2 separate regions of the Mus musculus genome follow, and region 1 is linked to region 2. A link is a contact called in public promoter capture Hi-C data. All regions are on one chromosome and are shown on one strand. Each heading gives the region's core, a stretch centred on a gene start, on an enhancer-like site or on the middle of the called end of the contact. The rest is flanking DNA. Distances are from core to core; before and after follow the strand shown. Region 1 holds the start of BC003965 (cDNA sequence BC003965). Region 2 holds the start of Anks1 (ankyrin repeat and SAM domain containing 1).

What was found. Capture Hi-C pulls out chosen DNA fragments and counts their contacts.
Region 1: a promoter capture Hi-C map of adipose tissue shows a contact between it and region 2, with 2.9 times the contacts expected there. The contact joins the promoter of BC003965 here to the promoter of Anks1 in region 2. A contact is called at or near these places in 2 of 39 promoter capture datasets (liver and pre-B cells), 1 of 484 Hi-C or Micro-C datasets (CD8 T cells) and 1 of 9 other capture datasets (adipose tissue).

What each region holds. Positions count from the first base shown.
Region 1 is chr17:25,183,235-25,186,248 of GRCm38.p6, forward strand. BC003965 (cDNA sequence BC003965) reads left to right here and starts at 1,327. Exons shown (of 2, transcript NM_183150.2): 1 at 1,327-1,406; 2 at 1,486-3,014. The coding sequence starts at 1,375. The coding sequence ends at 1,864.
Region 2 is chr17:27,908,000-27,910,848 of GRCm38.p6, forward strand. It overlaps Anks1 (ankyrin repeat and SAM domain containing 1), which reads left to right and starts at 1,307. Exons shown (of 25, transcript NM_181413.4): 1 at 1,307-1,647. The coding sequence starts at 1,463. It also overlaps a transcript of Taf11 not described here.

The DNA.
Region 1 (3,014 bases), core at 77-2,576, 2.7 Mb before region 2:
TATCAGACCCCTATTTCCCTGCATGGGGAGAAGTTCAAGTCCAGTCCCCCAGCAGAGGAGTTTCAAGTGAAGACAGGACAGTTGGGCTGGGTTTTTGTAGCTGAACTTCATGTCTTCAGGAGCCAGGTTGCTGCACTGTGAGTTGTGTGTCTCCCCTCTATGCTGCCTAGTGAGGGCACCCTCTACCTTCTTGGAGTGCTGTGTAAGACTGGCCCTCACTCTAGCAGGAATATCTACATCACTAACAGCCAAAGGCTGAAGGGTCCTTTTCCTGCCTAACTTCTCCCTTGTCATGCATGCTGTGGTGCCCTCAGACACCCTCCTGAGCAAAATAAATCATGGGGACTCTGCTTGCCCAGAAAGGAACTCACAGCCCCATGAGATAGAGGAAGAGGTGTTTTTTTGTTTTTATTCATGTCACTGGTTTACAGATCAAGAATAAAATCGGAGTGATAATCATTATTGAGCCCTGCGGTAAGACCAGGTGTAATATAACTCACTCTAGCTTCTACACAGCACAGGTACTAAGAAGACAGACACCTTTAGGGCTGATCCTCTTTTTTTTTTTTTTTTTTTTGTATTTTAAATTGGGTTGATGTTAAGCTGTGTAGTACTTGGGACCAGTGATTCTCTTCTATCTGCCTCCACAGTATTGGGATTACAAGGTTGCCTGGCTGATTCTGACGATGCAGAGCTTCAATCAGCTTCCAGATCAAAAGGCCAGGTGCACGTTAGCTATGGGAGTGTAATTTCAGAATCGCCTCCCTGTAGGCTGTCCGAGATCTGGTCAGCCTATGGTCTACACAGAGCCATTTCCATTCTTCCTGAAGGCAAATGGATTCTGGGGACCTGGGATAGTCTAGGTGGAGGTGATGTTTCTACAAGCCTTTTCAAAGGGACGGCCAGGCCGGGAGGCGTTTAAGGCGCGAGGGTTTCCCGCCTCCGTGCCTGAGAGCTCGGATGGAGCGCTAAGACTGGAAGATGCGCTCATGGAGAACAGGGACCAAGTCCCTCCCGGACGATGGTCCTGGAAAGAAGCCAGCAGATGCCACGGGTTCTCAAGTCCTTGGGCATCACACTAAACAGCCTCGGGCCAAGCTCTTCGGAGAACCGAGTCTGCTTCACTTTCAATCCGCCGCGCCGGATCAGGTCTCAATGGAAGGACCCAGAACGACACAAACCCGTAAGTCGTCCAGATAGTGATCAGGGCGAGGCCGGAGACGGAAGAGCTAGCGAGAGGAAATGCATCATTTCCGTTGCGCCGCTGGACCCACGTTTTGTAGTCGTGAAATTGGATGTGAAGTTCGGCTTCCGGTTTTGTGCGACGGAAGTGACGAAAGCGCGGTGCGCCTCAGCGTGCGAGTCGAGGTCGCTATGAACAGTGTCCTGTGCTCACGGGCTGCGGGGTGAGAGCCGTGAGGTGCCGGTGCGTGAGGGTGGGAGGTGGCCGTGGCTCCGGGACGCTTACTGCTGTCTCTCTTCCAGAGCGGTCCGGGCTCTGCGGCTCGTGGGCTGGGCTTCGCGAAGTTTGCATCCGCCGCCCCGTGGCCGGTCTCCAGCTCAGCCTGCAGACAGGGAAGAGGAGGACGACGACCCCAACCTCCCGATCCAATTTTCCGGCAGCAAAGCCACCCCGATCCGCTGGACCGTGGAGCATTCCCTGGGGAAGCCGCAGCAGCGGCCCTGGTGGAAAGTGCTGCCGCTCACCCTCACACTCGTGGCTCTGGTTGTATGGTGCTACCAGAGGGAGGAGAGCGGCATGGACCTGTGGTTGAGGCAGGTGTTGGAAGAGGAGGACGAGGAGGAGCCGGAAGGTCCTCCGGAGGAGCTTGAAGCTCCGGCCCTCTACGGGGCTAGAACGTAACAGGGTGCGTGCTGAGGAAGGGACTAGGCAGCCGTCCTTTCGTTGTTGAATTTGACGATTTCTGAACTGGTTCTGCGCATGTCCTCGTTGCTTAAAGGACTTGGATGGCGCTCTTGGCGCTGAGACACAAGAACACAGCACAAAGTTGGAGGCTTGAAATCTGATCTTTGCCGAACACCAATGCCCAGTGATTACGTCCATAGAACTTTTGAGGTTCCTAGAAAAGGTTTTGGGTGCACCTTATGCTCTTGAGTTATGATGTGTTCATACAGCCTAATCATGTTTCCAGCGTTCATCTGGTGGAGGTGTTACCTGCAGTTCATTCGCTTTCCGAGACAGACTAACTGCTGAAGTGTAATTACCTATATGTGTGCAACATCAGTTGAAGCTATTTTAAAAACTAACAAATGGAAAATACATTTGGTAAAGTCTAATGAACTCAATTTTCTCACCTCCCCTTTCATCATCAAGTAGGCTTTGGTTTTTTTGTTTTGAAACACAGTCCCCCTATTTAGCTCTGGCAGGCCTAGAACTGGCTATGTAAACCAGCCTTGCTGTAGACTTAGATATCAGCCTGCTTCCTGCTTCTGCTGCCATCTTTTTTTTTTTTTTTTTCTCTTCTGCTCTTCATTCCCACATGAGAACTTAAAAACTTGACAGAAGTGGTAGGGTATGCTTGTCATCTCAACACTTATGAAACTGAGGCAGGAGGATCCTAAGTTTGGGGTCTGCTTGGGCTACGTAGGGAGGGCCTGTCTCAAACAAAACAAAACATCAATAATATAGTGGGTTGGTTTTTTTTGTTTGTTTGTTTCTGTCTTTTTCACAGTGTTGTGATTGAACTCAGGAGTCTATTGTGCTATCCTACCAATGAGGTCTGTTTCCAGCTCACATAGAATTGCTTTTGCAAAAAAAAAAAAATGTTACATTTCATGCAGTGGGTTCTCAGTGCTGCCAGGCTGATAACTTATCTGAAGTGATGTGGGCATTTGAACTCGTGAGCAGAATAAGTGGGGACACTCACTACACCTCTGCTTTCTCGTTTTTTTTCTTTCCTTCCCCCTTTCTAATTTTTCAAGACAAGGTTTCTTTATGTAGCCCTGGCCATCCTGGAATTCTGGCTGTATCCCTGGCTGGCCTTGAACTCAGA
Region 2 (2,849 bases), core at 57-2,556:
ACTCCTTCAGCCCAAAGTCGGGGAACAGGGAGAGAACTCGGTCCCGCTGCTTGTTGTTGCCGTGGACTGAGCAGCTTCCGGCAGCGACCTAACCTCGGATTTCCCAAAGAACTAAGACCACCGGCTTGTGTCCACCAGGGAAGTTTCCCTTCTGTTTCGCAAGCATCTCTAACGCCAACAGAAAGTATCCAATGGTTTCATTTAACACTTCAAATATTGGCCACCTGCCTCGCGTCAGAACAGGCTAGTGTTGTGAGGGAAAAACAGAAAAAAAAAAAAAAGTCATCCTTTCCCAATTACATTTCCCTCCTTAGTCCACCAATATTAAAAATTGGAAATGGTTCCCCAAATCTGACTTTTAAAATGTCTCTCATGACAACTAAGAGAAAGAAGGTCTCTTCTGACTTTTTCTGAAGAGTTAGTAGGATGGAGTGCGAGGATAGTGTCTGTTAAGAGTTCTTACATTTTTTTTTCATGTGTATGGGTGTTTTGCATGTAAGTCTGAGCTCCACATGCGTTCGTGGTACCCTGGGAGGCCAGCAAAAGGTGTTACATCCGCTGGAGCTGGAGTTACAGACTGCTGTGAGGCGCCACAAGTGATGGGAATCAAACCTAGATTCTCTGGCAGAGCAACCAGTGCTCTTAACAGGGAACCACCTCTCCAGCCACCCCCGTACTCCCTCCCCCCCCCCCACCTTTTTTTTTCTGGAGAGAGGGTCTCACTATGTAGCCTTGGCTAGCCCGTAACTTGCTTTGTAGATCAGGCTGACCTTAAACTCACAGCGATGCAGCCAGCGGCTTCTGCTTCTCGACTGCTGGGACAAATGGCAGTTGCCACAATGCCAGTCTAACTGCAGAAGTAAAACTCTCAGGTCTTCCCTCCAGGAGGCACCAGAGGGAGGGATTTTTCAAGTCTGGTTCTAGATCTCCGCGCCTATCCCGTATTGAATCTATGCGTTTTGAATGGAGTTGAAAACAGAGGTACGCGTTACCCCCTTTTCTTTTGTTTCTACGGTGCCAGGAACAATGACCGCATTTCCAGTGCCATGAGGTCCCAAACCTTTGGGAAGGCGAGCAGTTCGGGAAGCTCCTGCAGGCGTGCCGCCTCCGATCTCCGCCACCTGGCGAATGGGCGGGTCCGCTAGGCGTAGACCGCGCCTGCGCCAGGCTCGGCTCCGCACACCGAGGCTCCCCTCCGCCAAGCGGGCTCACCTGCACGGCGGCGCCGAGCCCCGCCCACTAGGTGGGCAAGGGGGCGGGGCGCGGGGGCGCGGTGACGCGTGACGCCGGATCCCGGAAGTGACGCGCCGCCAGGGAGTGGGGGAGGCCGAGGAGGCGGGGGGAGAGGGGGTGGCGTCCCCGGCCGGTTTGAGGGGTGCGTTGCCCGGAGACGGAAAGTTTCGGAGCCGGAGCAGGCTCTGCAAGGCTCCGGGTTGAGGTCCGAGGGGTGGCGGTCCTGGGGATGGGGAAGGAGCAGGAGCTGCTGGAGGCGGCCCGCACCGGGCACCTCCCGGCCGTGGAGAAGCTGCTGTCCGGGAAGCGGCTCTCCTCCGGCTTCGGCGGCGGCGGCGGCGGCTCAGGCAGCGGCGGCGGCTCCGGGGGCGGCGGCCTCGGTTCTTCTAGCCACCCGCTCTCCAGTCTGCTGAGGTGAGTGCGCGCGCCGGGGCTCGCAGCCTGGACTGCGAGGGCTCCCCCGAGAGGTCACGGTTCCTGGGGCGCGCGCGGCGCAGGCCGGGCTCTCGTGTCTGGCGTCGCCGCTGCGGAGAATGGGGGGAGTGCCCAGGTGGCAGCCCGCGCCGCATGGCACAGCTCGGCGTCACCCTCGCCCGCCGTGAGGTGCCAGCTGTCGCTTCTCACAAAAGCCGCTTCAGAGCAGACCGAATTCGCGGAATCCCTCTCACATCCTGCAGGGACTCCCACGCCGTGCAGAGCCTCGCGACTCCCCTAGAGCACATTCTCGGCTTCCTTCCCCAACGAGCTTAGAACGTTCCACCGGGCTGTGCGGAACCCGGCTTTTGTTTGTTTTTAAAATTGCTTCTGCATTGATCACGCACGAGGTGTTCAGACTTTGAGCCCCTCTTGCGCCTGAAGCTCAGTTTGTCGTTGTCACTTTGGCTGGGTTCGTCCAAGTGGCATCTGCTCATTTCCCCCCTGAGACTTAATCGGAAAGAAACCAAGGCTTGCTCAGGGAGCTGAGGTGCGTTCAACTTTCTGAGATCTTTTAGACACTTGAATCCCGGGCTGCAAGGCTTCGGGAGGGAGGGGTCACTCTTTGTAGCTTACAAGAGGGAGGGAGGATTAGAATGCTCTGTCAGAGTGCATAAAATGTGTTGGTTCAGCAATGCTTTCTTAGCTGTTTTCTTTTCCTTCCTTGTTTTGAGGCTTTTGAGAAGTGGAAGTTCATTTAGAAGTGGTTTTCTTAGCTTCTGTTCCTTATAGGTTCATGCACTTTCAGTTTGAGTGAGTTTGGAGAGCTTGGACCCAGGAAGCCCACCGCTTTAATAAACAGTTATTCAGTACTGAGTCTCAACCCATATTTTTTTTTTTTCAGGAAGATTTTAAAAAGCACGATCCTTTGGGGGAAGAAAACCCCAATTCTGTTGGCTGCACCCAGTGTCTTGAACAATACTGGCTTATAGGTGGTACTCAAGATTTGTTGAATAGATTTGTTGAAAATTACTGATTGTAGAATGATCTCTGTGTGCGTGTGCATGCATGCATGCAAGCCTGCATGGTGAAGGCTTGACATTTGGTGTCTTGCTCAACTGCTCTCCATCTTCTTTGAGACTGTCTCTTACCAAACCTGGAATTTGCTGATTCTGCTCCACAGGCTGGTCAGCAAGTCCCAG